Regions from separate parts of the Mus musculus genome. Here region 1 is linked to region 2. The links are chromatin contacts, called in public HiChIP or PLAC-seq maps. All regions are on one chromosome and are shown on one strand. Each heading gives the region's core, a stretch centred on a gene start, on an enhancer-like site or on the middle of the called end of the contact. The rest is flanking DNA. Distances are from core to core; before and after follow the strand shown. Region 1 has its middle 220 kb from the start of Gm40899. Region 2 has its middle 120 kb from the start of Gm40899.

Evidence for each region. HiChIP or PLAC-seq counts read pairs in DNA pulled down with a chosen protein or histone mark.
Region 1: an H3K27ac HiChIP or PLAC-seq map of large pre-B cells shows a contact between it and region 2, with 2.5 times the contacts expected there. The contact joins two enhancer-like sites. A contact is called at or near these places in 1 of 484 Hi-C or Micro-C datasets (cranial neural crest) and 1 of 115 datasets of contacts at active chromatin or transcription factors (large pre-B cells).

What each region holds. Positions count from the first base shown.
Region 1 is chr12:114,978,796-114,984,953 of GRCm38.p6, reverse strand. It overlaps Igh. Among named protein-coding and RNA genes, the nearest start is that of Gm40899, 220 kb to the right of the region's middle. Within about 2 kb of position 3,008, at least 19 of the 459 cell types and tissues checked have an H3K27ac peak or open chromatin away from gene starts, as enhancers often do.
Region 2 is chr12:114,645,155-114,652,086 of GRCm38.p6, reverse strand. It overlaps Igh and Ighv1-14. Among named protein-coding and RNA genes, the nearest start is that of Gm40899, 120 kb to the left of the region's middle. Within about 2 kb of position 1,461, at least 2 of the 459 cell types and tissues checked have an H3K27ac peak or open chromatin away from gene starts, as enhancers often do.

The DNA.
Region 1 (6,158 bases), core at 1,759-4,258, 330 kb before region 2:
CCTAAAGTCCAACATGGGTTTCAGTATTTGTTATGATTTAGTTTTAGTACTAAATTACTGAGTGTATGAGCAAATGGGTCTCTGATTCTTAATCTTTCTCTTGGTCCTTTTTTCATTCTTTGATTCTCCTTGACATACTTTTGAATGATGGTTTTGTTTTACATTATATTTACTTCTATAAGTTTAGTTTTTATAGTTTAGCAGCCTATTTTTGTCTAATGAGTGTTAGAAAGAGGGTGGAACTAGATGATATTTGAAGTGCAGCACTTGCAGTAGTAGAGGGTGGGGGAACTCTAATCAGGATGTATTGTATAAAAAAGAAAATCTACTTTTAATAAAAGGGGAAAAAGATGGCCATACAAAAGAACATTACACAGCTCTTAACGTATACTAAATCATGCAATTTGCTAGTAAGTAGGTTGAACTACAGAAAAAGTCTCATATGAATTAGAATGATACAGACCCTAAAAGAGAAACATGTATATATTTTCTTAAATGTGAATGTGAGCTGTTATGTATTCCATTGTCAGGCTATAATCCTTTGCCCTCAGCTCCAGGCCCTCTAATTTTAATCCATTCCTATACATTCAATTTCCCTTCCCTAAGATACCATCACTGTCCAGTAGATTCTTCCTCTAAATCTCAAAGCTATAGCATAAGGATTGTTGGTGGGATTGCAAGCTTGCACAACCACTCTGTAAATCAGTCTGGGGTTTCCTTGGAAAATTGTACACAAAATTACCTGAGGACCAAGCAATTCCACTCCTAGGCATATACACAAAAGATATTTCAACACATAACAAGGACACATGTTCTACTATGTTCATAGCAGCCTTGTTTTTAATAGCCAGAAGCTGGAAAAAATCTAGATGTTCTTCAACAGAGAAACGGATACAGAATATGTGGTACATTTACAAAATGGAGTACTGCTCAGCTATTAAAAACAATGAATTCTTGAAATTCTTAAGCAATGGATGGGACTAGACTCATCCTGAGAGAGGTAATGAAATCACAAAAGAACACATGTGGTAAGGACTCACTGGTAAGTGGATATTAGCCCCAAAGCTTGGAATACCCAGTATACAATTCACAGAACATATGAATTTCAAGAAGAACAAAGACCAAAGTGTGGATACTTCTTAGCAGGGGGAACAAAATTCTCACAGGAGAAAATATGGAGACAACAATGTGGAGCAGAGACTGAAGGAAAGGTCATCCAGAGACTGCTCCACCTGAAGATCTAGCCCATATACAGTTACCAAACCCAGACACTATTGTGGATGCTAACAAGTGCATGCTGACAAGAGCCTGATATAGTTGTCTTCTGACAGGCTCTACCAGAGCCTGACAAGTACAGAGCCAGATGCTTGCAGCCAACTATTGGACTTAGCATGGTATCCCCATGGAAGAATTTGAGAAATGACTGAAAGAGCTGAAGAATTTTGCAACCCCATAGGAAAAACAATATCAACTAACCAGAACTGCCCAGTTCTCCCAGGGACTAAACCACCAACCAAAGTGTCCACATGGAGGGACCCATGGCTCTAGCCACATATGTAGCAGAAGTTGGCCTTGTTGGGCATCAATGGGAGAAGAGGCTCTTGGTCCTCTGAAGGCTCAATGTCCCAGTGTAGGGGAATGTTAGGGTGGGGAGGCAGGAGTAGCTGTGTGAGTAGGAGAACACCCCAACAGAAGCAGGGGGAGGGGGGATGGTATAGAGATTTTTAGGGGATAAACAGGGTAACCTTTGAAATGTAAATAAAGAAAATAGCCAATAAAAAAAATCATCAGAGACAATAGGCACCGGGATTTGAAGGCCTTTAACTCAACTGATCCAACGTCACAAGAACTCACAAAGACATTTGCAAGAACAGGGCCACCATGGATCTGTTTCTGGCCCTTTTTGTATATATTATACTTTTATTTTAGTTGTTTTATGGGACTTCTGATTGTTTGAATTAGATGACCTCTGATTCATGTGCCTTTTCTTAGGACTCTTTTGCTTTTGTTGATTAACCTTTTCCAACTTCAGTTAAATGCCTTTTATATTAGCTAATTATATTTTATTTTGCTAAGTTCTATTTTTACCTCTTAGAAGCCTGTTTTTACAAGAAACAGGAAGGAAGTTTATCCAGACAGGAGAAGAGGTGACAAGGATCAGGAAGGAGTAGTGGGAGGGCAAATATATATATATATATATCTCCCATATTTATATATATGGGTTAACCTATGTCAGGGTGAGGAGTTTATTTTTAATTTGACATGTTAATTAGGATATCCAATGGGGGCATTTTATTTATTGACTGATTGACTGATTTTTAAATTCCAGATGCTGCCCTCTCCTCTGGTCTTCCATAAACAAGTCTCTCCTTCTATTCCTTTCCCTTCTCCTCTGAGAGGGTAGGTGCACCATTGGATATCCCCCAACTCTGGCCTATTAAGTCTCTGCAGGGTTAGGGGCATCATTTCCCACTGAGGCCAGACAAGTTAGTCCAGTAGGGGAGTGGATTTCAAGACAGGTAGCACCTTAGGGACAGCCCCCATTCCTGTTTTTAGGGGACTCACATGAAGATTTAGCTACCCATTTGTTATACATGCGTTGGGTGTCTTGGTCAAGCCTATGTATTGTTTTTGGTTGTTGTTGGGGTCCCTGAGAGCCCATGAAATTATGGAGTAAGTCTCATTGCAGATCTCTAAGATTCAGACATTTATCTGATTGCTCTATTTCATCTTTTCTAAGCAGAGTTTTTACTTGTTAGTATAGCCCTATTTCAGCACTATGTTCAAAATTGTTTGAGCTTCTAAGTTTCAGACAGGTCCTAATCTGCTTCAACATTTTAGTTATTGATAGCAATAGTCTCACTCCTGCGTACAATTATTGTGTAAGTGTTTTCACTCTGTCTAATAAACAATGTAGGGAGATTGATTTACCCTCTGTCACAGGTGTTCTGCCAGAGGTCTAGCCTGATGAAAACAGCAAAGCAGCTGTTACTTCCTGTTATTGCTTTTCTAGAAATGGGAACTCATAGAGCTGGATCCAAATGCGACCAAGGTAGAATCTGTCTTTGAGAGGGATATTATAACCATAGTAGCACAACTTAAAATCTCTGATGAAGACAACGTTATCCCTAGGTAAACTAGAGCCATTTATCCCTTCAGCTGAGCTCTGTAAACACTGGAGTTACAGGAATTTCTTAAGGCAGACTGTGCAACTTTGTGTGAGACATGACAAGCCTAAATGCATAGGAGTTCATGACCAGCAGGGGTCAGCATGTGGACAAGAATTCTCATAAAGAGATGAGATGGATGGGGACGGGACTCTGTATAATCTGTGGTTTCCTTTCGTAATTGTATTAACTGATCTGCCCAGCTTTGATTGACATGTGATATCTCCATGCCCAAACATGGTAAAGATTCTTTATTAAACACTTCACAGTTTTATGTTTACTTATTTTATTTGCTTTTTATAGTTTTTGAAAAAATACACAAAATGTATTCTAATATCTCATTCCCTCATCCCAAACTTATTCCAGATCCTTCCTACCTACCAACTCACTAAACTACACACATTTTATTCTTTCTGAAAAACCAAAAAATGAGAAATTAATTTAAAAGGGATTTAAAAGCAACCAAAAACTAAAGAAAATAAACTGAACACACACACACACACACACACACACTCACATACACACAAACACACACACACACACACACACACACACACACACACGGAAACCAGTAAAACCACAAATTTCTATCCATCATATATATTCCAAATGTCAGTGAGACAATCAGAATTGAAGATATTAGAAAAAATGTCTGCAAAAATACCATTGTTTTGATTTTCTTTTGTGCTACCAACTGCTAAGCAGATTTTACAAGATTAATTGTGCTTAGTGTCCCCTATGAACTCCATTGGGGAAAACTAGTTTTTCCTTTGTGTGTGAGTGTTGGATGCAGAACTTCTTGGTTAGCAGTGAGAGCCTGTGTGTCCATTTCCATCTGCAAATTTTATCTGAGTTGACTTGGATCATGCTCTGAGTCTGCAGTCACAGTCTCTGTGAATTCACATGTGCAACTGTCCAATTGTGTCTGAAGTACATTCATTCTTTGGAGTTATCCACACCCTCTGGCTCTTATAATCTAAATCTTAAAACTTTTTTATTATTAATATCTCTGTTTTGTTTTATCATGTTTATAAATTCCTCATACTTTACTGTCCCAATTCTAGTCTCTCTGATTCTACAATTCAATATACCAAACAAAATATTTAAATCTTTGAACACATATAAGTGAGAGTGAATCACTTGGTTTATAGATAGGAGTGATTTATTCAGTATATTTTTTCAGTTCCAATGAGACAGTTATAGATTACATAATTTATTTTACAACTGAGTGATATTCATTTTACTGTGTTTATGATTTTTTCAAGTTTATTTATGCTTTGTTGGAAATCTAAGATGATTCTCTCTTCTTTGTGCTGTAACTTGAGCATGAATAACATGCTGTGAATAAATATGGATGTATGACCATCTGCATAATAATATGTAGTGCCATTGGAGTACATGTTTGAGAGGGTTTTTCTGGGACAAAGCAATTTTATTTATTTATTTTTTTGGTGAACTTTCATAGGAAAGTCTTCATCCTAGGAAAGTGTGGTTTAAAAGGATATTTAGTGATGATATATGCCCTAGGGTCATGCTGTCAAACTTCCTTATAAATATTTACCTTTATATCCTGTAGACTGTCTGAGCCTTGATCACAGAGGTCCATATGTGCTGTGTGTAAAGATCAATGCAGCCAATCATGAGTGGTCAGAGTGCTGAGAATGATTGACAGAGTACTCAGGCACAGACGAGTAATAATACCAACCTCTCACCCAAAAATCAAAATCAAGAACCATCATAAAACAGGGAAAGAGATATAGAAAATGGGGTTAAAGGATATCAAATTCTATCTCCAGAGATTTAACTGTTTTATTGCATGTAAGAACTCTCAGTAGATATATTTAACATTATAAGATACACAAATCAATCCAGTGAAAATTACCACATGTGAGACCTCTAAATAGCTGAGCAGGTAAAGATGTCTACTGGTAAGCTTAGGAATATCAGGTAAATCTCATGAAACTGAATTACATAAGTATTCCTCTGAGGTTAATATATCTACTTTGATACATAGGTACCCTCTCCTCACCCCAAAATAATATAATTTATTTTTAATACCATTACAAAATTGATGGAGAAGAACACTTGAAGGCCCACACCAAGCTGAAGGTCTTTTGGCATGTGATGCCTGATGGGCAAAATATATATTTTTTTGGGGGGGGGAGGAGATTTCTGAAGATTTACTCTTTAGTTGTGATAAACCTATCAGTGCATATAAATGTAGCACTAATTAAACTCACCGTGTTATTAGGTAATGAAACAGAAGAAATGGGATTTTGGGAAAGAGACTTTTGTAAGGCCCCAAGGGGAACCACAGGGACCTAGTAGTTGTAAATTGTGGTCTACGTCCTGGAAGTGGTTGTAGATCATAGCATATTTGATATATGATTGAGAATTTCAAAGAATAAAAATCTTTATGAAATATAGAAATAACAACTTTACAAATGTACAGTTTTCATACTTTAATTTTGTATAACTTGCATATTTTTCTTGTAACCTCTTGTCCCAACTATTGCCCTTTATTATACTAGAGAATTTCACTAATGCAATGAAACGTACAAGAGCTGATAATGAGGGTCTCCTTTAATATTTGTGATTCTGAGATTGCCTTAATTAATACAGTTATCTCTAATTACACCCATTTTTCAAAAGCAATGTAAATTTCTTATTTATTTCCCATCAAAACGTTCTGTTCTTTCACTTATGTTAATAAGTGATAGCTTTCACCTATCACTTAGGGTAGGCTTTGTCTATCTTACAAATGAAGGGACTAAAGCAAATACAATATATTTAAAATAAAATAAAATATATACAAAATAAAAAACAAACAAAAAACCCAAAATGTTCTGTGTGTGTGGTGTGTGTGTGTGTATATATACACATATATATATATATATATATATGTATACATATATATATATATATATATATATACATATATATATATCCCTTAGTGATAAAATCCTTTCTTGACACATGTAAAGCTGTTGC
Region 2 (6,932 bases), core at 212-2,711:
CATAAGTCATTATCCCCATGTAAACTCCATCCATTTTTTCCTTCAGCTGAGTTCCATGAACAGTGAAGTTACAGGGATAAATTATTTCTGAAGCCAGACTTCAGTGCAACTTCAATATAAGCCATGACAAACTTACCTGCATGGAAGCTCATGGACAGCATGTGTCACAATCTCCATAGAGATATGAGGAGGTATGTGCAGGAGACTCTGTGTTCTCTGTGGTTTACTTTCTTAAGTGTATTAACTGATCTGGCCAGCTGTGATTGACATGTGATGTCTCCATGCACAAAAAGTGTAAATATTTTTTGTATAACATTTCACAGATATCTGTTTACTTGTTTCTGTGTGCTTTGTATATTTTTTAATAAAAGTCATGCAATATATTCTAATAACTGATTTCCCCACCAACAACATTTTCCAGATGCTTCCCACCTTCAAAATAACCCAACTCCACACCTTTGTTCTTGCTGAAAAATGGGGAAAAGGGGAAAAATAAATAAAAAACAAAAAAGAAAGAAATTTGGAGGGGAATTACAAGCGAATAAATAAACAAACGAAGAACAGTATACACACACATACAAACACACAGACACATAGACACCCCCCCACACACACACACATACACACAGAGAGACACACATGAAAACCAGGTAACTGTACCTCTATAGCCCTGATATATAAACAAAAGTTCAATAAGACAAAGAGACCTTATCAAGGTGATAATGGAAAAAATATCTGCAGAAATAACATTGACTTCATACTTTTGTTGGCTATCAGCTGGTAGGCATGTCTTCCAGGATTAATTCTGTTTAATATCTCCTAAGAGGCTCCACTGAAGAAAATAAATTATGGAGTAATTCTCTGTGGCAGATCTCTAGGATTCACATCTTTCACCTGGTTGGTCCTTTTCATTTTCTCTAGTCAGAATTTTCACTAATTATGCATTCTTGTAACTTCAGGCCTATTTCAGCACTAAGAACAAAACTGCTTCAGCTTCTAAGAGTCAGGTGCTACAGCATTTCAGTGATTTATGTCAACATAATCAGTACTGTGTACAGTGATTGTGTAAGTCTTTTTACCTTGTCTAATATACAATGTAAGGTGAGTGATTTATCCTGTGACCACAAGTGTTCTGCCCCTGCTGTTGCCGGATGAAGACAGGAAAGAGGATGTTATCTACTGTCATTTCCTTTGTATAAATGGGAACTGCAAGAGCTGGATCCAGCTGCCACCAAAGCAGAAGCTGGCTTTGAGAGGGACATCACAGTAATTCTGGCACAACTTAAAGACTGTGATGCATATGTCATTATTCCCATGTAAAGTAGATCTATTTCTCACTTCATCTGATCTCTGTGAACACTGAAATTACAGGGGTGAATTATTTCTGTAAACAGACTGTTAGTTTTCACTGTAAGATATGGAAAACCTAACTCCATGGGTACTCATGACCAGCAGGGGGCACTATGAGACCAACAATCTCATATAGAGATGAGGAGGGTATGGAAGGGACTCTTTGTCCTCTGTGGTTTTTTTTATTCTTATGTGTATTAACTGATCTGGCATGCTGTGATTAACAGTGATATCTCCATACTCAAAGCATGTAAAGGTTCTTTGCTAAAGAGTTCACAGATTATATGTTGATATTTTTAATCTGGTTTTTATAATTTTTGAATAAATGTGATACAATGTATTCTAATAACTGATTTCCCCACTCCCACCTATTTGTGGATCCTTCCTACCCTGAATTCAGACAAATACAAATCTTTTTTTCTTTCTTAAAATAAGCAAAGAAAGAATGAAACTTAACATAAAAATAAACAAACAAAAACATACAAACACATACAATCAAACACACAAATCTACATACAAAGAGAGAGAGAGAGAGAGAGAGAGAGAGAGAGAGAGAGAGAGAGAGAGAGAGAGAGAATGAGAATATCACAACTCTGTAGCCATGATATATGGGCAAACCATAAATGAGACAAAAGGAGTTGAACAAGGCAATATTAGGAAGAATGTATGCAAAAATCCCATTGAGTTCATTTTTTGGCTAAGCATATCTTCATGATTAACTGTGCTTAACATCCCCTGTGAGACTCCACTGGAGAAAACTAATTATTCATTTACATGTGATTGTCAATCACAGTTCTTTTTTAGGACATAGGTCCTGTGTCCATTTCCATCTCCTAACTTGGGGATTTTATCTGGGTTGAATTGGTTCTGGTTTTGTGCCTGCACCTAGAGTCTCTGTGAATTAATATGTGTATCAGTCCAATTGTGTCTTGAATATGCTCTTTCCTTGGAGTAGTGCAACTGCTCTGGCTCTTGTAAATCTGCTCAATTTTAAAATAGTTTACTCTCTATTACTAACTCTATTTTACTATATCACATTTGTAAATCCCTCATACTGTAACGGCCCCATCCTATGCGTTCAGTTTCTACAATTCAATACACTAAACAAAATACTCAAATCTTGGAACATGTATGAATGAGTACATGGAGCACTTGCCTAATGGACATGGATGACCTATTCAGTGTATATTTTCCAGTTCTATATGATATTCATAGTTCAGATAGCTCATGTTTTATCACTGAGTAATACTCACTTTATATATATATATATAACTATGACTTTTTTATTTTGGCTTTTTTGGAAATTTGGGAAGATTTCTTCTTCTATATGATGTGAAAAGACCATGAGCAACATACTGTGAATAAACATGAATGTATGAGCATCTCTACAATAAGATGTAGAGTCATTTGAGTAGATGTGTGAGAGGGTTACTGATGGGTAACAGCATAATTTTATTTATTATTTTCGGGCAATTTTCATAGGAAATTCTTCATCCCAGGTAAGTGTGGTTTTTAAAGCTCATTTTAAAAGATGATATAGGCCCCAGTAGACCTTAGGTGAAATGCTAATGATCAGGTTGTCAAGTTGCCTTATAAATATTTGTGCTTATTCCCAGTAGACTTCTGAGCCTTTGATCACAGAGGCTCATATGTGCTGTGTGTAAAGATTGATGCAGACGTTCATGAGTGGTCAGAGTGCTGAGAATGACTGAAAGAGTACTCAGCCACAGAGGAGTAATGATACCAAACTCTCACCCAAAACTCAAGGACCATCATAAAACAGGGAGAACAAAGGATGTAAGATACAGAGAATGGGGTCAATAGACATAAAATTTATATCTAGTGATTTAACTGTTCTTAGTGCACATATAAACTCTCAGTAGTTATACTTACCAGGACATGACACATACATAAATCAAACCAGTGAACATTACCACATGAGGGACTTCATAATGCCTGAACAGGTAAAGATGTCTACTGACAAGCTTAGCAATATCAGGTAAATGTCAGAGAATTGAATGACAGAAGTCATCCTCTGATGTTAATATATCACTGTATATATATATCCTGAACTTACCATATAATAATTTTTAAAAAATAAACACAGATTGGGATGAATAATTGAGGGCCCACACCAGGCTGAATGTCTTTTGTAATTTGATGACTTATGAACAAAACATATTCATCTTTTGGGGGCAAGATTTTGATGTTCACTCTTTACTAGTGATGACTCTATTTATGTGTATATAGCTAGTACTAATTAAACTCTCCATATTATTAGTTAATGAAACAGAGGATGTTGGATGTTGGGGAAAAAAGTTATTGGAATCTTCCGAGAGGAACCATAGGAACCAGTAGTGTTAGATAGTGAAGAGAGTACTGAGAGTGGTGGTAGATTATAGCATATTTCATACATGAAAATCTTTGTGAAATATTGAATTAACAACTTTACTTCTGTACAGATTTTTCATATGTGTATTTTGTACACTGTGCATATTTTTCTATCACCTCTTGCTCCTCCTATATTTCCTTTATTCCATTTATTACTAGAGAATTTCACTGATACAATATCATGTATGTGCACAAATAGTAGTATATGATGAAATATGTAAGAGCTGCTATGAGAGACTCATTTAATGTCTGTGATTTTGAGATTCTCTTCCTTAATACGGTTATCTCTATATTCATTTTTCTAAATTCAATGCAAATTTCTTATTTATTTCTGGTCAAGAAATGTGTGTGTGTGTAGTTTATTATATATATATATATATGGATATATCATATATATATATATATATATATATATATATATATATATATCCATGCTTTCTTGATAAAGTCATTTTTACATACATATAGATTATTCCTGTAATTTATTGATGATTCTCCTGAAATAAACATTGATAGGTAAACACTTTTGAAGTAATACATTTACTTTTAGTCATTTTATTCAGTTTTGAAGCATATAACAGGTTATAAAGGTAAATATTAATTGAGTATATGAGAGATAAGACTCTAAGACTCTAAAACTATAAAAGTTAGCTAGGTTTTTTTTTTTTTTGAGTTTTCCATCATTATCATCATCCATATCATCATCATCATCATCATTTCTTCTTCTTCTTCTTCTTCTTCTTCTTCTTCTTCTTCTTCTTCTTCTTCTTCTTCTTCTTCTTCTTCTTCTCCTCCTCCTCCTCCTCCTCCTCCTCCTCCTTCTTTTTCTTCTTCTTGTTCTTATTCTTCTTGTTCTTCTTCTTGTTCTTCTTGTTCTTGTTCTTGTTCTTGTTCTTCTTCTTCTTCTTCTTCTTCTTCTTCTTCTTCTTCTTCTTCTTCTTCTTCTTCTTCTTCTTCTTCTCAAAGCTTTATCTGTAAATCAACATGCTAACATATCCCAGAATAGAGCAACAGACTAAGGCCAAATATCAACTGAGAGATTTGTCCCTGTAGTTACAACCATATCAGCAGTTCAGGACTCATGGAAAGTGTATTGGATGCATTTCCTGAGAGAGGAATTGAATTTAGACTTCAACTTCCTGATGCCTCACCTGTGTGTCTTTTCAGTCCTTCCTCTCCAGTTCTTCTCCAGCTGGACTAGGTTCTTATGTAAGAAGTCCCCTGCTCATCATTATGCAAATTACCTGAGTCTATGGTGATTAAAACAGGGATGTCCACACCCTTAAATCAACCGACGATCAGTGTCCTCTCCAAAGTCCCTGAACACACTGACTCTAACCATGGAATGGAGCTGAATATTTCTCTTTCTCCTGTCAGGAACTGCAGGTAAGGGGCCCACCAGTTCAAAATCTGAAGTGGAGACAGGACCTGAGGTGACAATGACATCTACTCTGACTTTCTCTCCTCAGGTGTCCACTCTGAGTTCCAGCTGCAGCAGTCTGGACCTGAGCTGGTAAAGCCTGGGGCTTCAGTGAAGATGTCCTGCAAGGCTTCTGGATACACATTCACTAGCTATGTTATGCACTGGGTGAAGCAGAAGCCTGGGCAGGGCCTTGAGTGGATTGGATATATTTATCCTTACAATGATGGTACTAAGTACAATGAGAAGTTCAAAGGCAAGGCCACACTGACTTCAGACAAATCCTCCAGCACAGCCTACATGGAGCTCAGCAGCCTGACCTCTGAGGACTCTGCGGTCTATTACTGTGCAAGACACAGTTTTGTAACCACATCCCGAATGTGTCATAAACCCCCAACATGTAGGAACCTGCCCTGGGACTTAGATAACAGAAAGCCTGACTTTTAGACTTGCTCAGAAATAGAAATTTTGAGTGTCCGTTTATTACCTCCTCTTCAAAATCCTATAGTGCCTTTGAAAACTTTGTAAAAGAACTTCTATGAATAAAGTGATGCTGATTTAGGATAACCCCACAATTCACTGTACTTTGCCATTCTCCTCACCAGTGAGCACCTCCCTTGGCATGTTTCTTATTCAATAAAACTAAGAAAAAAAATTCACATAGGGTGATCCATAATAAAAACAACACTAGCTCCTAAGAGACCAGAACATTTCTGAAATGTTGGGAATAATGTATAATATGAATTTGATCTATAAACTCCAAACCAGCAACATCTGGGAAAACAAACACTCCTTCACAGCCTTAAGTAATAAGTGATCTCGTGTATGCTGTTAAATCTGGCTGTGTTTTCCAACAGACGTTCCAGTCTCATAGGATGTAAGAAATATTTGTCTCAGAATGCAAAGTCATGTGAATAAAATTCCTGTAATTTGATGAAAACATTATTAAAACCTTTTTTATGAAAATCATTCACCGACACAATGTATGTACTTGTTAAATTATTTAGGTTCTGTAATTATACATAAGTGTTTGATTCCATATTTACTTCCTCCGGTAATCATCCCTACAGTCCCTACACTTTTTTGTTTTTATTTTTTTTATTTCAGGTTTATTTATTTATTTTCATTTTTGCCATGCATTTTTTCTTTGTTTTTCTTTTACATTATATTTCTGTTCTGTTTGTTTTCTAATTAGATATAGAAACACAATCAAAATCTGGGAGAAGATTGGGGAGGTGTTGAGATAAGGAAATCAGCAATTCAGAATATATTGCAGGAATAAGTGTATTTTCAATGAAAAATAGAAAAAAGAACTCTAAAAGATTAATATATAAATAATTCTGATAATGTATTTGTTGTGTAAGTAAACCATACACACAAATGTCTATTTTTAGGTCTCATTTCCTTTTAAATTGTTCAAAGTAAATAAAAATCAAGGTCTAAAAACATGTGCAGACAAAGCATATGTACTATGCATAATTCTAAGGTATATTGAAATATACATAAATAAATTAAATATCTTGGTTTTATTCTCTCTCTCTCTCTCTCACTCTGTGTGTGTGTGTGTGTGTGTGTATGTGTGTGTGAGGGGGTGTGTGTGGTTATACTTTTACTAAAGAAACGTTTCCATTATTAATCTCTAAGTGCACACAACAGTTTCTACTAGGATATCTTTTATTTCTTGAGGGTGTCTCTGTAGGAGCATGGAAAGAGATGTGAATGTTAACATGGTACAAATTGACTTTGTCAACTTGGATAAGACTCTGGGGAA